Regions from separate parts of the Mus musculus genome. Here regions 2 and 3 are each linked to region 1. A link is a contact called in public promoter capture Hi-C data. All regions are on one chromosome and are shown on one strand. Each heading gives the region's core, a stretch centred on a gene start, on an enhancer-like site or on the middle of the called end of the contact. The rest is flanking DNA. Distances are from core to core; before and after follow the strand shown.

Region 1 (4,212 bases), core at 866-3,365:
CCCATCTCCAGAAGAAGGTCCATCCAGGGCTTGCTCCCAGGTCTCTCAGTCCAGTGCCATCTCACATGGGTTGAGATGGGTCGTGAGAGCAGCTGAATAGACACGGCTGAACTCTTGGAAGCGGGGAGCACAGCCCAGCCAAGCTTCGCCAAATCGGCTCCAGCCCATGAAGAGGAAGGAGCCTGGGCCAGGACGCACACCACAGCGCAGCAAGGTACGAATGGAGGCCCGGCCTTGGCCCTCCGAGCTCCCTTCCTTGAACAGTGGCAGTGTCTGGCGGATGACACGAGCAACCACCACAGTGATGACTGATTCTTGCAGCTCTGTGTCATGGGCGACCCCATGGATGGTCCCGTGGATCACTACGAGGAGACATGGTGGCCAGTGGTGGGCACGTGGGAATGTGAGGCAGACCCTAAGCTCTCCCGCAACAGAAACACTCACCAAAATCACTGGTGCATGCAGCCAGGAGGAGCTCGGCATCACTGCAGGGCCTGCAGGCACCTAGCATGCAAGGCAGGTCATCAGCCAGGCCTGTGATCTCTCAGCACGAGCCCACAGCTCCTCCCAAGAGGAAAAGGTACAGGAGCAAGAGACTAAACCCTTCTCCCAGCATCCTATAGCCTGAAGACACCCTGCAGGTACATGCCTACTGATGGGCACCTCAGTGCCTCATACACAGGCTTGGTACCATCTCATAAACTCAGACTAACACTGGGAAACGTTCTGTGACCTCCCAGCTCTAGCTAGGGATATTCTAGTGGACTCCAGTTCGGGGGGGTCTCTAGCTAGGGCAGAACAGTCAGAGAGCCATTCATTCCCTGCAGGGTCAGGCTACAAGTTCCAGAAGAGCAAAGCACTGGGCCTGGTGCCCTGCAGGGAGGCAGGGCAGGCAGTCTCCATGGTGACGAAGAGGCACACTGGACTTTTGTTGGCTGGGCTTGGGGGGAGGGGAAGGAGGTCACCACCAGGCCAGGGAGCCCTGGACAGCCTTGGCCATAGGCTTTGATTCTGCCTCAGCTTAACCCTTCCCCCAATCCTTCAGAAACCAGAGACCCAGGGCTGGCCTCTCGGGCATTTGCCCCCTCCTGCTCTTTTCCTAAACCGAATCTTTTAAGAGGAGGAGGAGAGAAAGGCGGGGGCACTTCCAACTCACCTCCTTACGACCTGGAAGCCACTATGCTCTCCACCGGAGTGGCCTCTGTCAAGCTACAGAAGGACTCTCCATGCAATGGGGTGGCAAGGCCCAGTCCCATCAGGTCAGTGTGGAGGGCCAATTTCTGACACCCAGCCAGTCTCATAATCACTCACCATCCACACCAAGACCTTGAGCCTGGGGAGACATTTCTGCACGTTGGTCCTCGTGCAGTTCAAAACGGAAGGCAGCAACTCTGCGGCTGATGTCGCGGTGTGGTGTGGCCTGCAGGAAAAGGGCTCGGCGCTCGCGGGGACCCCAGCGCATGCAGCGGCCCCCAGCCAGGTCCGGGCCCTCGGCCAGTAGCAACTCTAGATTGCCGGTCATACGTTCAGCGAAGACCTGGGCACCAGCGAAGGGCCGCTCTGGGCGCAGACAGACGATGCTGGGCCGTGTGCCCGGATCGGGGCCGCCCAGGGTCAGGCGCAGCGCCCCAGCTGGGTACAGCCACTCGATAGCGCCCTCAGTACAGTCCAGGGTCAGCTGCCCCACGCTGCCAGGCTCCTGGGTCAAACCGCTGGGGACAGGACGGTGGTTCTCAGGTGGGTGACCCTCGTTCCCTAGCCCGCTCATCCCTTTTCCCGCGGCTACCAACATCTGCTTCTACTCTGTGTAACAGGACATTGAAGTCTGCGTTTCCTCAGTTCCAAGTGGGAGGGAACCCTCCAACCCAAGAAGTAAATAAAATAAAATAAATAAATAAATAAACCCACAACCCTCCCCGCAGTCCCTCCTGGTACCTGCCCCTCCAGCTGCAGCGGTCTTCCGAGTAGCCAGCGTGAGCGGACGCGGCCAGGAGGCCGCAACAGAGCGCGCAAAGAAGCGTGGCTACCAGCATGGTTAGGGGACGCGCCGGGGCCTCGGACTGCTGCCCCGGGAGGGTCGGGGCCGCAGCGCGAGCAGCCCGCGGCGCGGCTGCCCGGCCCGGCGCGTCCCCACAACCGGCGACCCCTCGCCGCTGCCCCCTCTGAGCTCCGGGGCTAGGGGGCGGGGCCTTTGCTCTCGGACCAATCGCCACAAGCCGCAGAACTTTCCTCCAATTGCAGCACCCTCGAGGGGGTGGGGCGGGCTCAAGGCGGGAGCTCGGTCCAAGGCAGGGTTGATGTAGAAAGCGCTCCTGTTTCCCCATTTGGAGATCCCCAATAGGAACGTTTGGTGGGTTGGTGGGGTTCGCTGTCGACTGGAATCTGGAAGGCTGTCCACCCCTTACCTTCAGTGGACCTCGGGGCAGTGGGACTTTGTAAGAGAAGTAGTAGAGTCTGCAGCCAAAATCTGAACACTGGTATCCTGCTGCTGGTACTTAAGGAAAAGAGATTAAAACCCCTGTGTTACTGCATCTCATAAGGGAGGGTACAGAGGGCCTGGAGCATGGAGCTAGGCCAAACCTTCGGTTTGGGGAAAAGAAAGAATACTGGCTAGGTCTGGAAGGAGTAGCGTGGGTAGTGTGGATCTCCTTCTGCCACCATACATTCTCAGACCTAACTACACACTCCTCCAATGTTAAATGGATACTAAGAAAAAAATGAGGCGTTCTAGAGGACCTGCCTAGGGACCCACCTGACTGACAAAGCCTGGTAGTCTGCCGGTGCCAAAGTACAGGCCATTCCTACAGTCAAGATCAACCGAAAGGGAATCAGAAAGATATCCCAGGCAGCCTGAGGATGTAGCTAGGTTATAGAGCACCTACCACACAGGCATACACCCCTGGCTTTGATCTTTAAAATAATGTTAAACTGAGAGTGTAGTGGGTCTTGCCTGTAATCCCAGCGGGCAGGAAGTAAAGGAAGCAGCTCAGATGTTCAAGGGCATCCTTGGCTCCATAGTGAATTCAAGGACAGTGTGGGCTACATGAGAACCTCTTTTTTTTGTTTTGTTTTGTTTGTTGTTCATTTTTAAAAAAATATTTTTATTAGATATTTTCTTTATTTACATTTCAAATGTTATCCCCTTTCCTGGTTTCCCCTCTGAAAATCCCCTATCCCCCCCCCCCCGAGAACCTCTTAAAATAAAATAGAGCCACTGTGAAACCCCCCAATGGGGAAGAGCTTCCTTGGAGCAGCTTGTCCTTTGGATCTGACCGAAGGGAGGGTGGAGGAGATGGAAAATAGAAGAAGAACCTTGGCAGGTCCCCAAGGATCTCTCTCTCTCTCTCTCTCTCTCTCTCTCTCTCTCTCTCCCACCCCCAGGGCTCTGTTTCTGGATCCTCCAGGTTCCGAGTGAAACCCTTCCGGTTGGCCTGGACCTGCGCTCAGAGACAGATGAGATCCAGTGATCCCACTGGCAATCTGGGGAGGAGCTTCAAACACTGACTACTTTCTCCTTGCCTCCCAGGCCCTCTTTGACCAATAAGAAGGCTCAGATGGCTCCTTGCCCCAGTCCAGAGAGTCAAAATGACACAAGGTGAGAGTGACCAGAACTTTCCTGATGAATCAGTAAACACAGTGTGGTGTGACTGTTCTTGGAAGAAACATTACATATGGGCTGGAGAGATGGCTCAGCGATTAAGAGCACTGATTGCTCTTCCAGAGGTCCTGAGTTTAATTCCCAGCAACCACATGGTGGCTCACAACCATCTGTAATAGGATCTGATGCCCTCTTCTGGTGTGTCTGAAGACAGTGACAGTATACTCATATATATGAAATAAATAAATAAGTAAAATAGTAAATAAATAAATAACATTAAATATGACTTTTTTCTCTCAAATAGTATAGAAATGTGGGATGCTATAAAAGCAAGGAATTCAAATTTTTTTTATTTTCTCAGCTTGGTAGACTTTTATGCAAATGTTTTAATCCACCCCCATACCAAACACAAAGGCCCTACTATATTCTTGAATTAAAATGGTTTATCTTTTACCCCTTCGTTTTCTTTGCACAGATTCTCTTAAAACTAACCAAGCTTGGGCTGAGCAAGGTGGCACACAACTTTAATCCCAGCACTCCTGAGGCACAGGCAAGGCAGATCGCTGTGAGTTCGAGGCAAACTAGCTCTACATGGTGAGTTCCAGGACAGCCAG
Region 2 (4,212 bases), core at 1,030-3,529, 1.4 Mb before region 1:
GAATATATTTATATAATACTTGCTAAATTTTAAATTTGTGAATATACTAATCATCTATATGAAACACCTCTAAAACTTCTAGATGATTAAAAGCTATGCAAACTACACTTGAAGCAAGATAGAGATTCACACAAAGACCACTATGGCAGTGTTGCTACAGTTTCTGTGCTGCCTGGATATTTAATAGAACAAGCCTACATAACTCACTGTCATAGTCAATGATGTACACACATTTCCGTGTGATTGTGTTTACATTAGTTTCAAATAACAATATATTCAGTTCTAACAATACATTGTTGAGGACTTTGAATTTGGTGTTAGATGGCTGTTTCAATACTTCCTTTACCAGTTTCATCTGTACTCCTCAATACACAATAAAATGAGACTTTGACACCAGACACCTACTTTGTGAGATTCTGAGGAACACGCATCACGAATACTCTCAACCTCGCCTTTGCCTAAGGGAATTCTAAGTCACCCAGCTCTGTTCCTAGATTTAGTTCTGCAGAACTAGGCTTAGGTTTGGAAAGGACTAAAGAATTTAAGTTGAAAATGGCAAGTACTGTTTTGAAAGAAAAGCGATTAAGTTTAACGTCCAGTTCCAGTCAGCCAGATTCATACACCTCCTATCATGAAATAGAGAATGGGAGAGACATTTTGGGTTGGAAGGATGATGGAGAGAAAGTCTTTGGGGACAAAGTCTTTTGGAGATGTTTACAGCACACCAATAATCCAAATCCCCACCTTGCTTTAATTGTCCCCCCATCTCCCCCAACACACACCGCTACATGCTTGTTACAACAGGCACATACTGCCATTTAAGTGCCAGGCATGATGATAATCCCTTAAGCATGCACTTTTCTCATTTCACTTTGGAAAAAAAGTGGTGGTTGTGGGGGAACCGCAACCTTTGAATACGCTATTACTACCATTTCAATTTTAGGAATGAGAAATTAAGATTCTGGAAAATACAATGACTTGAATACACTAGTGAAGGACTCAAGACCTGAAGCCAGGTCTTTGAGACTCCCTTTATTCGGCAAACTTGACTAGAGCATTTCTGGACAAGGTGTTCTAGGACCCCAGGGAACTGACCATGTACCAGGCAAGGGCTCTTTTCTTAGGGAGTCCATCTTCTGGTTAGCCATACAGGACCCTAGAGAGCGAGAGGTTATGACCACAGTGTAACTGGCATTGATTCGGAAGTCACGATCCCAGGGTTACCTTAAGGCTAGGCAGGTCTGGTCCGCAGCCCGGAATCCGGGGAGGGCTGCGCCTCACTCACCGCAGGCACCCTGTCCGTGGCCACGGGCACTGAAGGACCCGCTGGATCGCCCTCGACGACTGTTGGCCCCGCGACACGGCCACGCCCACGCTCAACCCCGCTTCTCCCGGGCCAGCCGCGCGGATGCCCAAGCTGCAGCAACCTGTGATTCCAATGCCATTCCCTCCTGCCTGGGCCGAGGGCACACAGATGTTCGCATCCTACTGTCTGAAGGAACCACAACCCCCTCCCACCTCCATGCCTGTCTACTGCCTGAAGAAATCCTAACGCCCCAATCTCCTGTCCGAGGAAACTCTACCGCCCAAGAGACCCCGACGCCCTGCCTTCTGCCTGAGGAGACCCAGATCCCTGAGAACCCCCTCCCACCCTGACTGTATTCTCCTAGTGGTGCTGCTGGGCTGGACCGTGACTTTCCCTTTCCTAGCTGTGGGCTGTCGCCTCTGAAAGGTTCCTAGACCTAACCTCACTAGGGCTTGGGTTCCTCCTGCTGAGAGCAGAAAGTAGCACTTTCTCTTGGTGACAAGAGTGAGATGGGGAGAGAGCCCTGAAGAGAAAGAGGAACTTGAATCCCGCTGCGAAAGTGAGATTCTTGATGTTACAGCCTCAACTGCTTTGAAACACATTTGTCCAGAGATGAGCTTCAGGCCAGCGACCCCGGGGCTCAGAGCCCCAAACTAACGCCTACTGTTTGCTGGACGCGAGCAAGGGCGTGCTGCACGATCAGTGGCGGATGCGGAGAAAACCCGCAGGGGCAACCCATCACGCACGCTCACCCCACCCTACAAGCGCTTGCCCACTGGAGGTGAGACCTGCGTGGAGTACTGCGCAGACGCACGATCCGGAATGTTGAACTGGGAGGGGTGCACGCGCTACGCAGAGCGCCCTCTGTCGGAGCTGGGCAACATGTGCCAGGCACTGCGCAGACGCTGAATCCAGAGCTTAGGCGAGGCTGAGCCGGCCGGGGGCAAACCCGGGGCACCTGCAGGGGCGGCCCAGTGCGCACGCGCGCTCCGACGCGCCCCCCCACCCCCTCCAGGAGCCGGAGCTTCCTGGTGCGTTCTTCCACCCGCGCCTGTCGCAGGCGCCTCCTCTCTGCCCCGCCGCCTCAGTTGTCAGCTTCGGCCGCAACCGCCCCAGCAAGGCTGGAGCAGGACCGGGAGTCTAAGGGAGGGAACCTGGCGAGAGAGCTGCGCAGACCGCCGCCACCCTGGCGCTGAGGGTCGGTGAGTGTCACTAGGACTTGTCACTCGCGCGCTAGCTCGGGGCTCTGAGATTTCCCGTCCTTGCCCGGGTCTCCACTCTGCCAGCGGGCAGCGCCCCAACCTGGGGCCTCCGAGCCCCTGCCTATCGCCGGGACCTGCGGGCTCGCGGACTGACCCTTCGTATTGCTGCAGGTGTAGCTGTCTTGGCGTCCTCATGCTGGGTGTGTCCCCGCTATAGCGGGGTCGCGGGGCTCGCAGGAACCCGCACAGACCGCTGGGTCGTTACGGGGTCTATTGTGCGGGCCTGGCAGGTGGACAGACAGCCGCCGCCCTCAGGCGCTTTGCGGGCTGCGACACAGCAGGCCGGCGGAATGCTCCAGGCTCAACCGGCCAGTGCTGGTCCTGGATGGAATTCCTCCCAGTTCTTCAAGCTTCAGCATCTTCGTTTTCATGAACTTTAACGTAGGGTTCAAGGGATGCTTTGATAGGGGTTGAAGTTGGCGAAGCCCTCAATGTGCAATACAGAACTCGGAAGGGGGAACCACAGCAACTACAGCAACTGTGCTCTGGTCAAGTGTCTCGGTGTTTGGTGTTGGTGCTCAGAATGACCGACCCCGAACTTCGACTAGTTCCTGGGGGTCAGGGCTCCAGCCTGGGGGTCAGGTCCCTGGTACTGCACGCTTGAGCTTTCCCTGTGTGTGGCCCATTTGGGCTTTGTCTTAAAAGGTATTTCTGTCTGTCCCTTTGCCTCCAGGCCTGAACGGTTCTTGTATCATAAATAGGGACTTGGTGTTTGTAACGTGAGGAGCACTCAGGAAATGCTCTCCCAATGAGTGACTGGGGCTTTGTAGTAACAATGTGGAGACCCAGGCAAGGCTTAAGGAACTGAATTCTGCCCCTGTCTCCTAAGCAGCCTTATTTCATCCAGAGAGTTTTGTTTGGTGTTGCCATTTGTAAGCTTGAAAAGACTGAAACCATTTTAGAAAGCTTGCCTCGTGGGAAGTAAGAGACAGGGTGGGGAGAGGAAAAGTTGATTTTTAAAAAAATGAGTGTCATGGGAATCCCCCTCACCCACATTGGTTTGAATTGAGCCCTTGCAAACAGATAATATCTTCCTCTAGGGCAGGCGGCATTCCACCATTCTGACAGAACAGCCTTTCAGAGCATGACCAGGTAGCTGGAGTTCTTCTTAACAAGCCACTAACTTTCCCTGTTACATTGACCAGGCTGTCACATAGAAACTATTTTGACTTGGTCTTAACTGGGAAGGCCTTAGTTTGGCCTTTATGGGCTTTATGGTTTCTCCTTCAGCCCTGCTTCTGGCAATTGGCAGGGGGTTCCTTTGATACACTGAGTCTGCCTAGAGCCACATTCTAGAACTCTCAGGTACGTTCATCAGTCTTCTAATGCGCAAGGCTCCAGGCATGATTCTGAGTCACTAGATGATCCCTGCCCGTAGAGATCTTCAAATGGCACTAATTTACTCACAAGAAAGTGGCTTCAATCAGAAGCAGGCCTGGCCAAATGGGTCAGTGAATTAAGGTGTCTAACAATCAAACCCGACAGGTTGAGTTAGATCCCAGTGACTCACGAGATAACAGAGGGCCAGCTCCAGCAAGTCGCCCTTGACCTCCACACAGACACCATGGTACATGCATGCCCCCCACCACAGCACAGAGAAATAAATACCGTGTTTGGTTTTTATTAAAGAATGGGCTAAGTGGT
Region 3 (4,212 bases), core at 433-2,932, 1.3 Mb before region 1:
TTTACCCACCTTTGACAGGGAGGGTAGATAAGAGATTCAGAAAGAGCCAGGGCGGTGGTGGCGCACGCCTTTAATCGCGCACTTGGGAGGCAGAGGCAGGCGGATTTCTGAGTTCGAGGCCAGCCTGGTCTACAGAGTGAGTTCCAGGACAGCCAGGGCTATGCAGAAAAACCCTGTCTCAAAAAAACAAAAGCCAAAAGCCAAAAAAAAAAAAAAAAAAAAAAAGAAAGAAAGAAAGAGAGATTCAGAAAGACAGAAAGAGCAGCAGTTCAGGGTGATACAACTAGTGTAAGGAAGACCGGAAGACCAGAGACAGGAACCAATGTAGCTTCTAAGTCCAGACCTATAACCTGGAGACCTGGGGGCCTGTAGCACCTACACAGGAATGCAAAGCATTTTCTAGTCCTTGGCTGTTGTTTTCCAATCTGTAAAATGGAGACGGTAAGCTCAGCTTTATCCCAAATGGCCAGCACAACACCGGACCCTGGGACTAACTAGGAATCAGTCACTCTAATGGTCCAATGGAAGGATTTTTACATTTAGAGACCTCTTCTGAGAGCCTACCACATATCAGAAGACCTAGGCTCATTCCTCGAGCCTCATGACTTTATCATGATCAGAATTCCATGATAATACATTGGTTGTGCATATGTGAACCCTCACCGAATTCTCTCCACTGTAATGTTGGGTTGGGTGATGCTCTCTGCTCCTGCTTGTAATAAGGAAGCCGAGGGAGCAGAACCTCACTCAAGACAAGGATCTCAGCTGCTGTGTGTTCATAATGCTGCAGGCAACAGAGGAGGCCTGGCGCAGCCCAAGCCTTCAGGCAGGCAGGAGAAAGGTGAGGTGTTGGTCAAGCAGAGATGCAGACTGGGAACCCGTGCTAGGAGATTGCTTAGGTTGGGCTAGACTAGAATGGTTCTGGACGAGGCTGGGCCTTCATTGGTGCTGAGGACAGGAGGTTAAGATACTTCTTGGTGGATATAGACAGTTATATCCAAGTAGATGATGAGAGTGTCAAAGCCAAGCTCCCTTCCAGGCTGTCCTCGAAGGAGAACAGTCATCCTGCATTGTTGTGGAGGGAAGCCAGAGGCTGCCTGGGAAGAAGGTGTAGTTGGGGGGAGGAGGGGTACGGGTTCCCTGACACCGAATTCATTATTGGGAGATTCCTCTTCGCAATCTCTCAACACCTCCCACAGGAATCACGGGCCAGAAATGTCTGACAGCCTCTGGAGGGCCGGCACCGGTGGCACTTGTGCCCGGCTTCCCGCCCGCCCACTGCCTCCGAGTCCCTCCCCCTCAGGTCCCGCAGCCTCGAGAAACCTCTCCTAGGTTTAGGCTTGCGTCGCCGCCGTGCCGGTGCTCGGTGGCCAGCCCCCCTGCGCACCGTCCTCTGTCCCTGGCTGTCGTCTTCGGTTCCCCGCTGTCCGCAGAGGCCTAGCCTGACCCGCGCACCCAAACGTGGGGAGGGGGCGTCGGGCGCGGGGGCGGAGCCTCGGAGCCAGGCGCGCGGCCGGCGCGGGCTGACGGAGGTCAGCGGCCGCGGGAGCGGACCCAGGCGTCCGGGAGGCGGCTCAGACGCGGCGCGCCACCGGGTGCCGGCCGCCGCCGCCGGCTCCCGCCCCTGGGCCGCCCCCCGCCCGTGACGCGCTATCCGTCCCTCCGCGTCGGAGCCCCAGCCCCAGTTCGAGCCCGAAACCCCAGCCCGAGCCCGAGTCCGAGCCCGAGCCCGAACCCACGGAGGGCGCTGGGCGGCGGGCGGCGCAGGGAGCGCGGGCTGGAAAGGATGCGATCGCAGACGCGGAGCCGCTGCTGCGTCTGAGCCGCCGAGAGCACCAAGCGCCGCGTCGCTGCGGGCCCGGCGGCGCCATGGGGAAGGAGCAGGAGCTGGTGCAGGCAGTGAAGGCGGAGGACGTGGGGACCGCGCAGAGGCTGCTGCAGAGGCCGCGGCCGGGGAAGGCCAGTGAGTGCGGGGGGCGCGCGGGGCGCGGGCGGGGCCCACCCCGCCGGGGTGCAGGGCGAGGAAGGGATGCTGTGGGTCTCCCGGGGTGGGGCGGGGCCAGGAGCGCTCAGACCCTTGGTCCGCGCCCCCCTTCTCGCCCTAGCTCTGGAGGAGGGGCGGCAACGAGCGCAGAACTGTCCGCCCAGCCCCCTGCGGGCACCTGCGGCACCCACCGTCCCTGAGGCCGCTGGCGATCACATCCTCCCTCGGATCTCCTCCCTTTCCAGGCTGCAGGCTGATGATTTCTACTTGTGCTTTTAAGGGCGAGGCGGATTCCCCCCACCCCCCAAGAGACATTGTAGAGAGAGGGAGGGGCCCTTGCAGTGAGGGGCGACCAGAGGCTAGCAATCTCTGTCAGACCCCTTCCCCACCCTATGTTTAATAACACGCTTTGCAGGGAAAGGGGTGGGGTGGGGGACCACGCTGGGGGTGTGGCTGCCCAGGCATGGCCAGTGGGGGCCATTTACTGATGAGGGAGTGAAACACAGGCGCCCAAGGTCGCCCAGCCCTGGGGCAGGCTGGGCTTCAGACAGGGACAGCCTGGGGGATAAGGACTGTAGGCTCTTGCAGGCTTCTGCAGACCTTGGTCGTCCCTGGCTTTTTCTGCTGGAAAAGGGGGCCAAGGATCTGTAATGGATCTCCCACACCATTCCTAGCTTGTGCCCTGGGGGTCCAGGGAAGGCCTCGGAGCTTGGAGCTTTGATTCTGGCTCTCAACCCTGCTCATCCTAGAGCCTCCCTAGGGGCCTCTGGAGATGGATTGATGGGCGTGTGGACTAGCCAAGTGCGCAGCTGTGTATGTATGACCGTGTCAGTGTGTCAGGGCACCTGTGCAGGCACTGCAGGTCAACACATGGGACCTGGGTGCTTTCACTTCCAACCCACCATCGTAAGCTGCGGGGAGGGGGCCCCATTTCTCCAGGGGGCTGCTGAGACACGGGACCGTCTGGAGTGGCTCCTGTCCACTTTGCTTTTGGAGGAAGGACACTGGTGCCTCCAGGGCACACAGGCAGCCTGGGAAGCTCCACTTACTAGAGCTGGCTTTAGGGCCTCAAGGCTGAGAGTGGAAGAGCTTCATAGGGAGAGGCAGGTTGAAGAGAGGAAGGCACAGCTTTCCACCTAGTGGCCTGTGTCCTTGGTCATCCTGACTCTCTAGGCCTTAATGGCCTTATCTGTAGGATGGAACATCTGTGGTCCCTGCCACCCCACAGCATCCTGAGAGCACTAAGAAGGGACTGATGAAGAGGAGACACTTACTTCCAGTTCAGGAAATGCTAATGGAGCTGGCTTTTTTCTGCTGGCAGCCAGTGGGAACCACAAATATGGGGATCCTCTTCCCTTCCATTTGGCCATCATGGATAGGAGAGAGGGTTGTCATCTCTGCCTGGGTCCCTACCTCTGCCTTGGAGTGATGTGGACTCAGCAGAGGCACCTGTCGGTCTTGCCCCTTCTGTCTGTAGTCTCTGAGTCAGAGGGGCGGTGTAATAAATCAGACAGAGAAATCCCTCCATGAATTAGCTCAGTTGTCATGGCAACGCTGGCCTGCTTTGGAGTAAGAAGTATTTTGATTTAGCAAAGTACAGCTGGAGTTTGGGCCATGGGGTGAGGGGTGTCCATAAGTATCCTGAGAGTGTGGTTTCCCCCTCACATACACACACCAGCCAGGCGTAATGATACACTTAGGCTTAATCCTAGCAGTTGTGAGGCAGAGACAGGCAGATCTCTGTGAGTTCAAGGCCAGCTAGGTCTAATGCATAGTGAGCTATAGAGACCCTGTCTCAAAAACAAAACAGAAAAGAGGATGTGGTCTCCAGTCCAGCCTAGAGATTTTCCCACAGTTGTTCTTGAGCCCTTTTGGGTGCCCAGCTCTTCCCTCCCTACCCTGTGGCTCCAAGGGAGCCTGCGCATGCATGCTCACTTAGCGGTTGTCCTGGAGGGGAAAAGAGACAACTTTGGAAGGAAGATGTTGGTAGGGGGCTGCTCTTCTGCTGCTGGTGAGGGGTCCTTGTCTAGTTTTGTGGCCTAGCCTTCCTCTCTGAGGCAGGCTGATGACACCCTGTAGAAATTCCCAGAAGAATCATGTGCGCGCGCGCACACACACACACACACACACACACACACACACACACACACTCACTCCTTGGCCCATTAAGAATTCCCTTCCAGCAGGCTGTGTGGCACACACCTTTAATCCTAGCACTTTGGAGGCAG

What was found. Promoter capture Hi-C pulls out the DNA fragments that hold promoters and counts their contacts.
Region 2: a contact with region 1 is called in a promoter capture Hi-C map of pre-B cells, with 2.5 times the contacts expected there. The contact joins the promoter of Abca3 here to the promoter of Metrn in region 1. A contact is called at or near these places in 2 of 39 promoter capture datasets (liver and pre-B cells).
Region 3: a contact with region 1 is called in a promoter capture Hi-C map of hippocampal neurons, with 2.2 times the contacts expected there. The contact joins the promoter of Caskin1 here to the promoter of Metrn in region 1. A contact is called at or near these places in 2 of 39 promoter capture datasets (hippocampal neurons and pre-B cells) and 1 of 115 datasets of contacts at active chromatin or transcription factors (pancreatic cancer cells).

The regions. Positions count from the first base shown.
Region 1 is chr17:25,794,930-25,799,141 of GRCm38.p6, forward strand. It overlaps Metrn (meteorin, glial cell differentiation regulator), which reads right to left and starts at 2,116. Exons shown (of 4, transcript NM_133719.2): 1 at 1,936-2,116; 2 at 1,312-1,712; 3 at 445-504; 4 at 1-362. The coding sequence starts at 2,033. The coding sequence ends at 46.
Region 2 is chr17:24,349,744-24,353,955 of GRCm38.p6, forward strand. Abca3 (ATP-binding cassette, sub-family A (ABC1), member 3) reads left to right here and starts at 2,280. Exons shown (of 33, transcript NM_013855.3): 1 at 2,280-2,508. It overlaps Abca17 (ATP-binding cassette, sub-family A (ABC1), member 17), which reads right to left and starts at 1,316. Exons shown (of 31, transcript NM_001031621.3): 1 at 1,225-1,316.
Region 3 is chr17:24,487,101-24,491,312 of GRCm38.p6, forward strand. Caskin1 (CASK interacting protein 1) reads left to right here and starts at 1,683. Exons shown (of 20, transcript NM_027937.2): 1 at 1,683-1,963. The coding sequence starts at 1,870.